2 separate regions of the Mus musculus genome follow, and region 2 is linked to region 1. A link is a contact called in public Hi-C data. All regions are on one chromosome and are shown on one strand. The core of a region is the stretch at or near the end of the contact, and the rest is flanking DNA. Distances in the headings are between cores, read along the strand shown.

Region 1 (4,929 bases), core at 2,104-4,603:
GTGAGTTCCAGGCCAGCCAGAGCCACATAGTGAAACCCCGTCTCAAAATAAAATAAATTCTTTGGAAGGCTATTTGTTCAGGAGGATTAATACTTTTCTTATTTCTGAGACCAAACACCTGGCAAGAAGTAACTCAAGGGACAGTGGGTTTATAAGGACACAATTCCATATGTAGCGAGGAGCAGCTTTGTCACAACAGGGACATGTGGTAACTGCCTGCCCACATCTCAGAGGACCACAAAACAGAGATGACACAAGAAGTCGGTCATAAATCTCAAAGCCCACTCTGCAGCAACCCACATCTTCTACTAAGGCCCTATCTCCCAACCACCCAAAACAGCTGAGGGTAAAATATTCTAACAAGCCCATGGGGGACATTTTACAGATCAGGGACAATATCTTCCTAGTCACCTTTACCCATTATCAATGAATATGTACCCCAACACTGACACACCTCACCCCTATTCAGTATAAGAAAAATTGAAGCATAAAGGACCACTTGATGCTTTCACCTGTTCTGCTGTTTGTGAGGATGGAAAGCCAGGCCTTGTGTTTGTGAAGTCAGCATATTTTCTTTTCTTTTCTTTTTTTACATACTGCCAAGCTGACTTATTTTCTGCATATAGAGGAGTCACTGAAAGACCAGAAAAGCCACATTGGCTCACATGAGGCAAACTGTGAGGTTGACCAGTTGTCTTTTTCCTACCTCTACACAAGGAACTTGACTAATGGTTCAGTTTGGAAGTTCATATTTTTTTTTTCTTCCAGAAGTATTGATAAAGATCGCCTGACAGTCCCTGCCATTTTTTTTTCCTTTTCTTTCTTTTATACAATTTCATTCTCTACCCACAGTAACCAGAGTAGAACTCACTGTGTAGTCCAGGCTGGCCAGGAACTCACAGCAATCCCCCTGCTCTAACTTCCTATCTGTGGTGCGATGTGAACCACTACACGTGCTTCTCATGATTTCTCATAGCTGCCTTTAGACAGCTCTGTGACTTGTTTTGTTTCTGTCCTCCTTGGGGCCTCCTGCAGATGACAGCAGTGTCTGCTAACTGCCCAACTGTTTCCCCATTTCCTGGTTGAAACCTCTGAGAGCCATGTCACTGCCATTGCTGGGGAATTACATCTGATGCTTGCAAAATCTAGAGACCTGCTTTTCAAGAGGGATGCAAATGAAAGAATAGGTGTAATAGGTCCCAGAATTACAGGGATTTGAACAGGCAAGACCCTGAAGGCCTGCGTGTGTTTGAGTGAGGAAGAGTCAGACTCTCTGCTGGATGCAAAGAGTAAGTTTTGCTGTTGTCTGTGGCCCTGGAATGTGAATTGGAGTCTTATGCATGCAAGACAGGAGCTCTGCTATTATGCTTCACCCTCCCCTTTCAAATCATTTTTGAGTATAGAGTTTACTCTGTAGCCTGTGCAGTCTTTGAACTCATGATCTCCTGCTTCAGCTTCCCAGGTAGCAAGGATTAACAGCCTGCATTACCAGGCCTGGATAGTAGTAAGTTCTTACTTGAATGGTTGTGGTGGAGAGATTGCCTACTCCTGTATAAACCTGGCAGCTATGGGGTCATGTGCCCCTCTTTCTCTGGTATGTCCAGCCTTCTCATGGTAGAGTCAGATACCTTAGGAACCCAAGCATCTCCATCCAGGAGCTGGAGCTCTGAGAAGGAAGCTTTCCTGTGGCCTGCAGCTAGGCAGGGGCGGGTGCAGGACGAGGACGGAAGATGATGGAGGGCGACATGATATGCCACAGGTCCCTTTCCCACGTGTAAGTATGTACACATATTTGTATATACATATTTGCTATTCTAATTGGCTTTCAAGAACAGGTAGACAAACTTGGCTTCAGGGAGTGCAGACTTTGCCCCCAGGTTTGGGAACAACAAGACGATACAAATTGACTTTAATAAACTTATAGTGGGAATACGTTGTTTTTACGTCTGTGCTTCCTGGGTAATGTATGTGAGCACATGAAATGCAGTCATCCTGCCTCTGTTTATAATCACAACACAGCCAAAAGCTCTTGTAAGATGAAGCCACCCAGGGCAGTGCACAGTTTGGAAGCCACAGTTTCACACGATGGGGACCGGCTCAGAGAGGGGCACAGGCCTGAGTTAGGGGCTCTCTTTGGGGTCTTGTTTCTCCTACTTCTTTGCTGTCTGAGTCCTGTTGAGCTCATCTTCTGAGCTTCCTTTTTGTTTTTAGTAATTTATTTAATTTTTACCTTATGTGCATTGGTGTGATGGCACCAGAACCTCTGGGACTGGAATACAGACAGCTGTGAGCTGCCATGTGGGTGCTGGGAATCGAACCCAAGTTCCTCTGGCCCCTGGGCTTCTTCTTTCCCTATCTCCCTTCCTCCCTCTCTCCCTCCCTCCTTCCCTCATTCCTTTTCCTTTGACACAGGGTTTCTCTAACCCTATCTTGAAACTTGCTTTGTAGACCAGGCTGGCCTCAAACTCAGAGATGTGCCTACTTTTGCCTCCCAAGTGTTAGGATTAAAGATGTGTACCACCATGCCTGACTAGTTTGTCTGCTTTTTTGTTTGCTTGCTTACTTGCTTCATTTTTTGAGATAGGGTTTCTCTGTGTAGCCCTAGCTGTCCTGGAACTCACTCTGTAGATCAGGCTGGCTTTGAACTCAGAGATCTGCCTGCTTCTGTCTCCTGAGTGCTGGGATTAAAGGTGTGCACAGGCCAGAACTGCCTCTGGCTGTTTGTCTGCCTTTTGGAAACAATGTTTCACTGTGCAGCTCAAACTGTCCTTGAATTCCAGATCTTCCTATCTCCACTTCCCTTTGGCTTCAAGGGCCTTGTTTGTCCTGATATATAATAGCTCTATGCTTCAGGCAGAGCAGTGTCTCCTCCAAGTTTATACAGTCACAGTCGGATATCTTTATATCCAGTCTCCAGTGTTTCAAGCTCACCTGCATCTCACGGCTCCTACTGAACACTTGTTAAAGCGGGCTCCTCTCCTTCTTCCTCAGAGATTCTGGCTCTGTCAGCTGTGTGCCTTCTAAGCTTTCACATCCTTCTCACATTTTCTAAAACCATGACCAGGCACTATTCATGACAAGGACTTGGTGTCTCACACATCGTGCCAATAACAATTACCTTGAGACTAAGTCCTATCATTCTAAGGAGGTGCACATGGAGGTCTTTGCAGTTAGGAAAGTGTACTTGGGCCTTCGAATGTCTGAGCAGCAAGAGAAGAGTTCAAGCAGCTAGTCACAGAACATTCACAGTCACTAGCCAAGAGAAATGAACCACGGATTCTTGCCGATGCTTAGATAGCCTAGCGCAAGCTCCTCTGCCCAGGCAATAGAGCCACTCAACGTTAGGCAGGTTTTCCCACCATAACCGTGGCAACCAAGCCAAAATACCAACGCAAATGAAAGCACACCAAAAAGACATGTGCTGATCATAAATAGGCCAATATCGCCACCTATTGGCAACGTTCAGAATTGCAGCTCAGCTACTTCAAACAAACAAAACACCTATGGCTCAATCAGGCCAAGCTGTACTGATGCATTTGACAGAAAAGTAAAAACAGATATGATATTAGCAAAAAGTAAAACCAGAAATGATAACTTCAGGGTGGTAAGTATATGGTGTCTCAGGTACAGCTTTTAATTCAGTTTTTCACAGGTTATTAAGATCAGATGCTATAAGCAAACAGACATGGCCCTAGGCCAACTCCAACTACACCCCACACCCAGCTCCCTGTGAGAGCATCTTGAGATTCCCATCATGGCTTATTGCAGACCGTCAAGTGAACAGTGAACACGACTGTCTCAGCCGCCCTCACTTTCACACCCTCTGGGATTCTAGACAATTATCCCAACCAGGTCATCTTGGTTAGCTTTTGGAAGGACAGTTGTCTGCAACCCAGAAATTAGGCTCATGGCTGCTTTGAGGTGTCTCTCAGAGATGGGGCTGAGTGGCTCTTTTAGACACAGGGCCCCAAGAAGTGGGGGCTTCTATCCTACCCCAACTTCACCCCTGCCCCCACCACAGGGTGTCCTAGAATAGATAGATGTCTAGGAGGTAGGTGTACTCTGGGCCTATCAAAGTGCTTTTCAGAGCAAAGGTTTTGACTTTTTTCTTGAGCACGTGGAGTATCTGAGACTGTATCCAGCGATATTATAACTCGTCAACGACTCTGTCTTGGGGTCTTTTCTTTTCTTGAGGCCAATTCATATGAAAGCACATTGATCTATGAAATTTAAAGGCAGGGCATAAATGGGCCAATAGCGCCTCCTCTTGGCCACATGCAGGCATTACATTCCTATCCCCTTTAAACCAAGGTACAAAATAGACACACCTGTGGGTTGGTGACACAGCTTGCCAAAGCTGTTCCTGACACACCTGAAATAGGAAAGTGGCAGAGGTGGGGAGAAATGCTTGTCCTCAGGGCGGTAAACAAGCCGTGTTTCAAGTGAAATTGTGGGATTTCACAAGCAGCTGGCGAGGGTGCCCGGGAAGGTGCTGATGCTGGGTGTGTGTGTGTTCATGAGCGCGCACGCACGTGCGGATGTCCTGTGGAGTTTAGAGTGGACCACAGAGCCTTGGATCCCTGATGCATTCCACAGAGATGAAGTAGGGTATCAGCCAGAGAGCAGCTTGGCTCCGAGCGCCCTGCTTTCTGTTCTTTCCTGTGTCTTTTTTCCACTTTTGCTGTGACCGTCCAACTACTCTGTCCATAGCTTACAGACATGAGTCTGTGCCCAGGTTTTCCTTCTCTTTCTTTCTCTCTTTTCTTTCTCTCTTTTCTTTCTTTCTTTCTTTCTTTCTTTCTTTCTTTCTTTCTTTCTTTCAATTGATTGGTGTTTTCAAAGATTTATCAGTTTTCAAAATGCTAATTTCTTTGTCTTTTAAAAAAGTTATTAGTTTGAGACAAGGTCTCCTATAAGGTAGTTCTTGCT
Region 2 (5,297 bases), core at 1,196-3,695, 520 kb before region 1:
TTTCCTTTGTTCCTCTCTGGGAATGAATGAGTCTGCGCACTGCCTCTCTGCGCACTGCCTCTCTGCGCATTGCTGACGCACTACGCAGGGCGGGGACTCCGCATAGGGCGGACCTTGAAGCCGACTGCCCTGAGGCCAATCAGCAAACTGGCCTTCGCCAGCCGCTTTTGGCTTTTTTCTTGACCAATTAGCTGGCTGGTAATGGGCTGCTTCTTCCTCCCAGTCTGTTTCCTCAGAGGAGAATTCTTCATCTGCTTCAGAACTACTAAGAGCTGGCTCCCCGAGCCCATCCAGCGATGAGCACAGGCTCCTTTTCCTAGAGACCTCCGCTAATTGATCTTTCTTCTTTTCCCTTTTTCCTCTTTTTCTTCTAATCTCTCTCCAGGTATTCTTACCTGACCTAAACTTTTCCTCGGGTTCAAGACCCTTGGAAAGGCCTGTATACTTACCGTTTCTCCTTGCTCCTACTCTCTCTCCCCGCTTTACTTCTGATAGACTGCCCTGAATTTCCTCTAGAATTTTCAGCCCTATCTTAATCACTTGATAACATGTGAAAAGGAACAAAAGGGCTCCTAACACCAGAAAAAATTCAAGGCCAAACATATTCCACTTTACTTCTGATAGACTGTCTTGAATTTCGTTAGAAAGTTCAAGGCCAGGCTTACCTCGTGAAGCTGTACTCACTGGTACTCTCGTTCCCCAGCTGAAAAGTTCTGAATTCATACAGTTGAATCCTTCTTAACAGTCTGCTTTACGGGAACCTTTATCACCGTCGTTCCCCAGCTGATGAGTTCTGAATTCGGCAGTTGAATCCTTCTCAACAGTCTGTTTTATGGGAACACTTTATCACCGTCGTTCCCCAGCTGATGAGTTCTGAATTCGGCAGTTGAATCCTTCTCAACAGTCTGTGTTACGGGAACCTTTATAAACGTGATCCGCAGTTCTGGTTCCGGAATGAGGGATCCTCCTTGCGCCAGTCCCGAGTTTTTTTCTCGTCCCGGGTTTCGGCACCAATTGTTATTAGACGCGTTCTCACGACCGGCCAGGAAGAACACCACAGACCAGAATCTTCTGCGGCAAAGCTTTATTCTTACATCTTCAGGAACAGAGTGCAAGAAGCAAGAGAGCAAGAAGCAAGAGAGAGAGAAAAGCAAGAGAGAGAAGCAAGAGAGCGAAAAAGCAAGAGAGAGAGAAAAGCAAGAGAGCGAAAAAACGAAACCCCGTCCCTCTTAAGGAGCATTCTCCTTCGCCTCGGACGTGTCACTCCCTGATTGGCTGCAGCCCATCGGCCGAGTTGACGTCACGGGGAAGGCAGAGCACAAGTAGTCATAAGATACCCTTGGCACATGCGCAGATTATTTGTTTACCACTTAGAACACAGGATGTCAGCGCCATCTTGTAACGGCGAATGTGGGCGCGGCTCCCAACACCCATGTGTACAAATGTGTGCCTGGGACAAATGTGCAGCGTCCTCTCCCTGGAAGATCCTGTGCCACAGCCCCACATGCTGCCTCTCTTTAAGTTCTTCAGGTGTTCCGTTGGGTGTCACCAGTCAGCCGTTCCCTGGTGCAGAGCAGCTGGCAAGACAGTGATGCCCATCGCCTGCCTCACAGCTCCCTTCCCTTCTCATTTTCTGGGTTTGCTTTTTTCCCCCCTCCAAGACTGTCGACACTGTGAGGATAAGAAACCTGTCCCCTGTGCCTCCCTATCCTGTTCTCTCCAGCACAGACTTGTTCAGAGCGTATTGATGGTTTAAAACAACAAACCGTCTCTGTGGAGTAAGACCTGCCCCTCACTGGATGGACTCAAGCACTGAACTGTCTTCAAAGCCCACAGCCCACGGGACAGCCACCCACACTCAGGCTGGGTCTCCCTCTGGGCAGCCCCTCGGGAAACCCTGTCAGAGAGAGCTCAGTGCGATCTCTCCGAGTGGCTCATGGCTGCGGGTTGTGAGGGGCGCTGCATCATTTGGAATGAGAGGCTGTGCAGCCACACAGCAGACCTGGCTCCCGTGTGCAGACAGACGGGTTGTTTGCCTGTCTGCACCTCCAGTCTCTCACCTGTCAAGCAGACCAGGGCTCTAACAGACTTCTTGTGTCACACTGTGGACAGCATGTGAGGGTTAAACACCATCATCATCGTTGTCAACTTTATAGAATCTAGACAGGCCTGGGATTTCAGCATCTGTCCCATGGGCTAGGGGCCCAGCTAAGTGAAACAGAGAGCAAGCTGAGCATTGCTTTTTGCTCAGCTGACTTTTTTTTTTTTTTTTTTTTTGCTTCCTGACTGTGGATGTCATGTGACTAGCTGCCCCTGCTGCCATGCCAGCCCTGGCGTCTGTCATGATAAGCCTTCAAACTCTGAGCTTCCTCATGTTGCTTTTGTGAGAACAAAGAGTGGTGTAAAAGCCGGAGTGTCACAGCTGTGGCCGCAGTTGGGCAGAGTCCGGGACCTGGCAGGGGCTGATTGCCATTTGTGTTGGCCTCATTGCTGGCTCTGTGGCACCCACTATAGCAGGCCTCTTCAGCAGGCACACTGCAGACCCGTGTCTCTCGTAAGCAGCAGACTCCTGCAGCCATTTTCAGTGACAAATTCCAGCACTGGGTTTGAGTCCTACTATGTGCTAGGCTCTGTCCTGGGTGTGTGAGGGATGAGCAAGCTGATGACAGTCTCCAGACTCGGAGGAGGCCAACAGTGGCCTGGTTAGTGTTAGGCTCTTGCTGTCACACTCTGAGGAGCTGACAGGTAAGGAAGCAGACTCCCTATAAGCTACAGTTGTGTCTTGCAGTTCCCGCTCCTTCCTGCCAGCCCAGCTCAGTGCCAGTGACCTCGGAGGTTTGTCATGCCCACGGCCTATGAGATATTTTCAGACTTGGACAGCACTGTGATGGAGATGCTTAGCCCTGAGGCCTTCATGACAGGATCACTGCTCACACCAGCCCCAGGCCTGAGACTCAGCTCTAGCCAGGAAGGCCTGGACAAGCCGCCTTTACCCCCTCAGTGACTCTTCGTCAGTGAGATACAGGGGCAGCATCTGCCCTCACGTCCTCCGGGCTGCGGGGACATGTGTCCTCTGACTTCCAGGTTGAGTGTCCTCTGTGTACAGGTGCTGTCAGGTCGGGGTTTCTACTGCTGTGATAAACACCATGACCAAAAGCAACTTCAGAGGAAAGCATTTATGTCATCCTACGGCTTGAGTTCATTGGGAAGCAGGGCAGGAGCTGAAGACCATGGAGGAGTGCTGCTTACTAACTCGCTTTTTATGGCTTGCTCATTCTGCAATCTTACCCAGGACACTACCCAGGGCAGCCTGAGTCCTCCCATATCAATCACTAATGGAGAAAAAGCAGCACAGGCTTGCCCACAGGTCAGTCACTACAGGCTTGCCCACAGGTCAGTCTGGCGGGGACATTTTGATAACAGAGAATCTCTTCCCAAGTGACCCCAGCTTATGTCAAGTTGACACAAAACTAGCCAATACTGATGTGACATGGTTGGGTGAGCATGGGGCACCATACCTGACACATGGAAGGGCCTTAAATCGTCTTGGCCATGTGTATCCAAGATCCTTACTGCTCACTGTCACACCCCCAACTGCTGTGACCCCCCTGTGTCTCTGCTCTCCCCAGAGCCTGGAGCCAACTTGCTCCACCTGAGTCCAGCCTCACTGTGTTTGGGGAGGGTGTTTCATCTGCTGCCTTTCCTTCACTTTCAGGCTCCCAGGACTCATGGCTCTGACGTTGCCTTCCCTCCCTCCTTCCCTCCCGTTCCTGTCAGCTTAGACCTGAAGAGCATTTGTTATTTTAGCAAAGTTAATTTCAGATGGTTGACTAAATAGCCAGCATTTGACCTTTGTGTGCAAGTCGGGTCCTACAGAAATGACTGAAAAGTGAAAAGTATCCTCACAAACCGCTGGAAATAAAATGGGATTCTCACAGTTCACACTGCCCTTCACACAGGACTCTCACAGTTCACACTGCCCTTCACACAGGACTCTCACAGTTCACACTACCCTACCCCAGGACTCTCACATTTCACACTAGCTCTACCCCAGGACTCTCAGTAATCGCACCGCCCCTTCACACAGGACTTTCACAGTTCACACTAGCCCTACCCCAGGACTCTCAGTAGTCATACTGCCCCTTCACACAGGACTCTCACAGTTCACACTGCCCTACCCCAGGACTCTCAGTAGTCACACCGCCCCTTCACACAGGACTCTCACAGTTCACACTGCCCTACCCCAGGACTCTCAGTAGTCATACTGCCCCTTCACACAGGACTCTCACAGTTCACACTGCCCTACCCCAGGACTCTCAGTAGTCACACCGCCCCTTCACACAGGACTCTCACAGTTCACACTAGCCCTACCCCAGGACTCTCAGTAGTCACACCGCCCCTTCACACAGGACTCTCACAGTTCACACTGCCCTACCCCAGGACTCTCAGTAGTCACGCCGCCCCTTCACACAGGCTCTCACAGTTCACACTAGCCCTACCCCAGGACTCTCAGTAGTCACACTGCCCCTTCACACAGGACTCTCACAGTTCACACTGCCCTACACCAGGACTCTCAGTAGTCACTCTGCCCCTTCACACAGGACTCTCACAGTTCACACTGCCCTACACCAGGACTCTCAGTAGTCACACCGCCCCTTCACACAGGACTCTCACAGTTCACACTAGCCTACCCCAGGACTCTGACTAGTCACACTGCCCCTTCACACAGGACTCTCACTAATGACACTACCACTCAGGACTCTTGACTGACTAGTCACACTGCCCCTCACAGGACACTCACTATCCAAGCAGGGCTCTTACTACTCACACTGCCTCCCTGCCTGCCTCCTACTATTCACACTGTGAATCCCAACACAAGATTCACTATTCACACTGCCCCTCACGGGACTCTTAGTCCCACTGCCCCTCAGGACTCCCACTATTGACACATACCCCAATACAAGATTCACACTATTCACACTGCCCCCCCCAGGACTCTGACTAGTCATACAGGACTCTCACTATTCACACTGCTCCTCCACAGGACTCTCATTATTCATACTGTACACCCACAGGACTCTCAGTAGTCACACTGCCCTTCCCAACAGGACTCTCACTAGTCACACAGCTGTCTTTTGCTACAGTTTAAATGGCATAGGGCTTATGCCTACTTATTCTAACATTAATAATAAAAAAAAGAGTAAGCCTGTGTTTTGGGGTGCTACAGTTTAGGTCCTCTGAGAAAATTTGTCAAAAGAGAACCACCATGCTCACTGAATATTGGGAGCTGGGGGAAG

The links. Hi-C and Micro-C count contacts between places; a contact is called where the count stands out from the background.
Region 2: a Hi-C map of the N1E-115 cell line shows a contact between it and region 1, with 3 times the contacts expected there. The contact joins two enhancer-like sites. A contact is called at or near these places in 1 of 39 promoter capture datasets (embryonic stem cells), 2 of 484 Hi-C or Micro-C datasets (the N1E-115 cell line and bone marrow-derived macrophages), 2 of 115 datasets of contacts at active chromatin or transcription factors (cardiomyocytes and embryonic stem cells) and 1 of 9 other capture datasets (embryonic stem cells).

The regions. Positions count from the first base shown.
Region 1 is chr9:120,500,730-120,505,658 of GRCm38.p6, reverse strand. It overlaps the pseudogene Gm7229. Among named protein-coding and RNA genes, the nearest start is that of Eif1b, 11 kb to the right of the region's middle. Within about 2 kb of position 3,353, at least 64 of the 459 cell types and tissues checked have an H3K27ac peak or open chromatin away from gene starts, as enhancers often do. A contact at or near this core is called in the N1E-115 cell line, where this site is marked.
Region 2 is chr9:121,020,814-121,026,110 of GRCm38.p6, reverse strand. All of the region lies in intron 35 of Ulk4 (unc-51-like kinase 4), which reads left to right. Among named protein-coding and RNA genes, the nearest start is that of Gm34945, 47 kb to the right of the region's middle. Within about 2 kb of position 2,445, at least 29 of the 459 cell types and tissues checked have an H3K27ac peak or open chromatin away from gene starts, as enhancers often do. A contact at or near this core is called in the N1E-115 cell line, where this site is marked.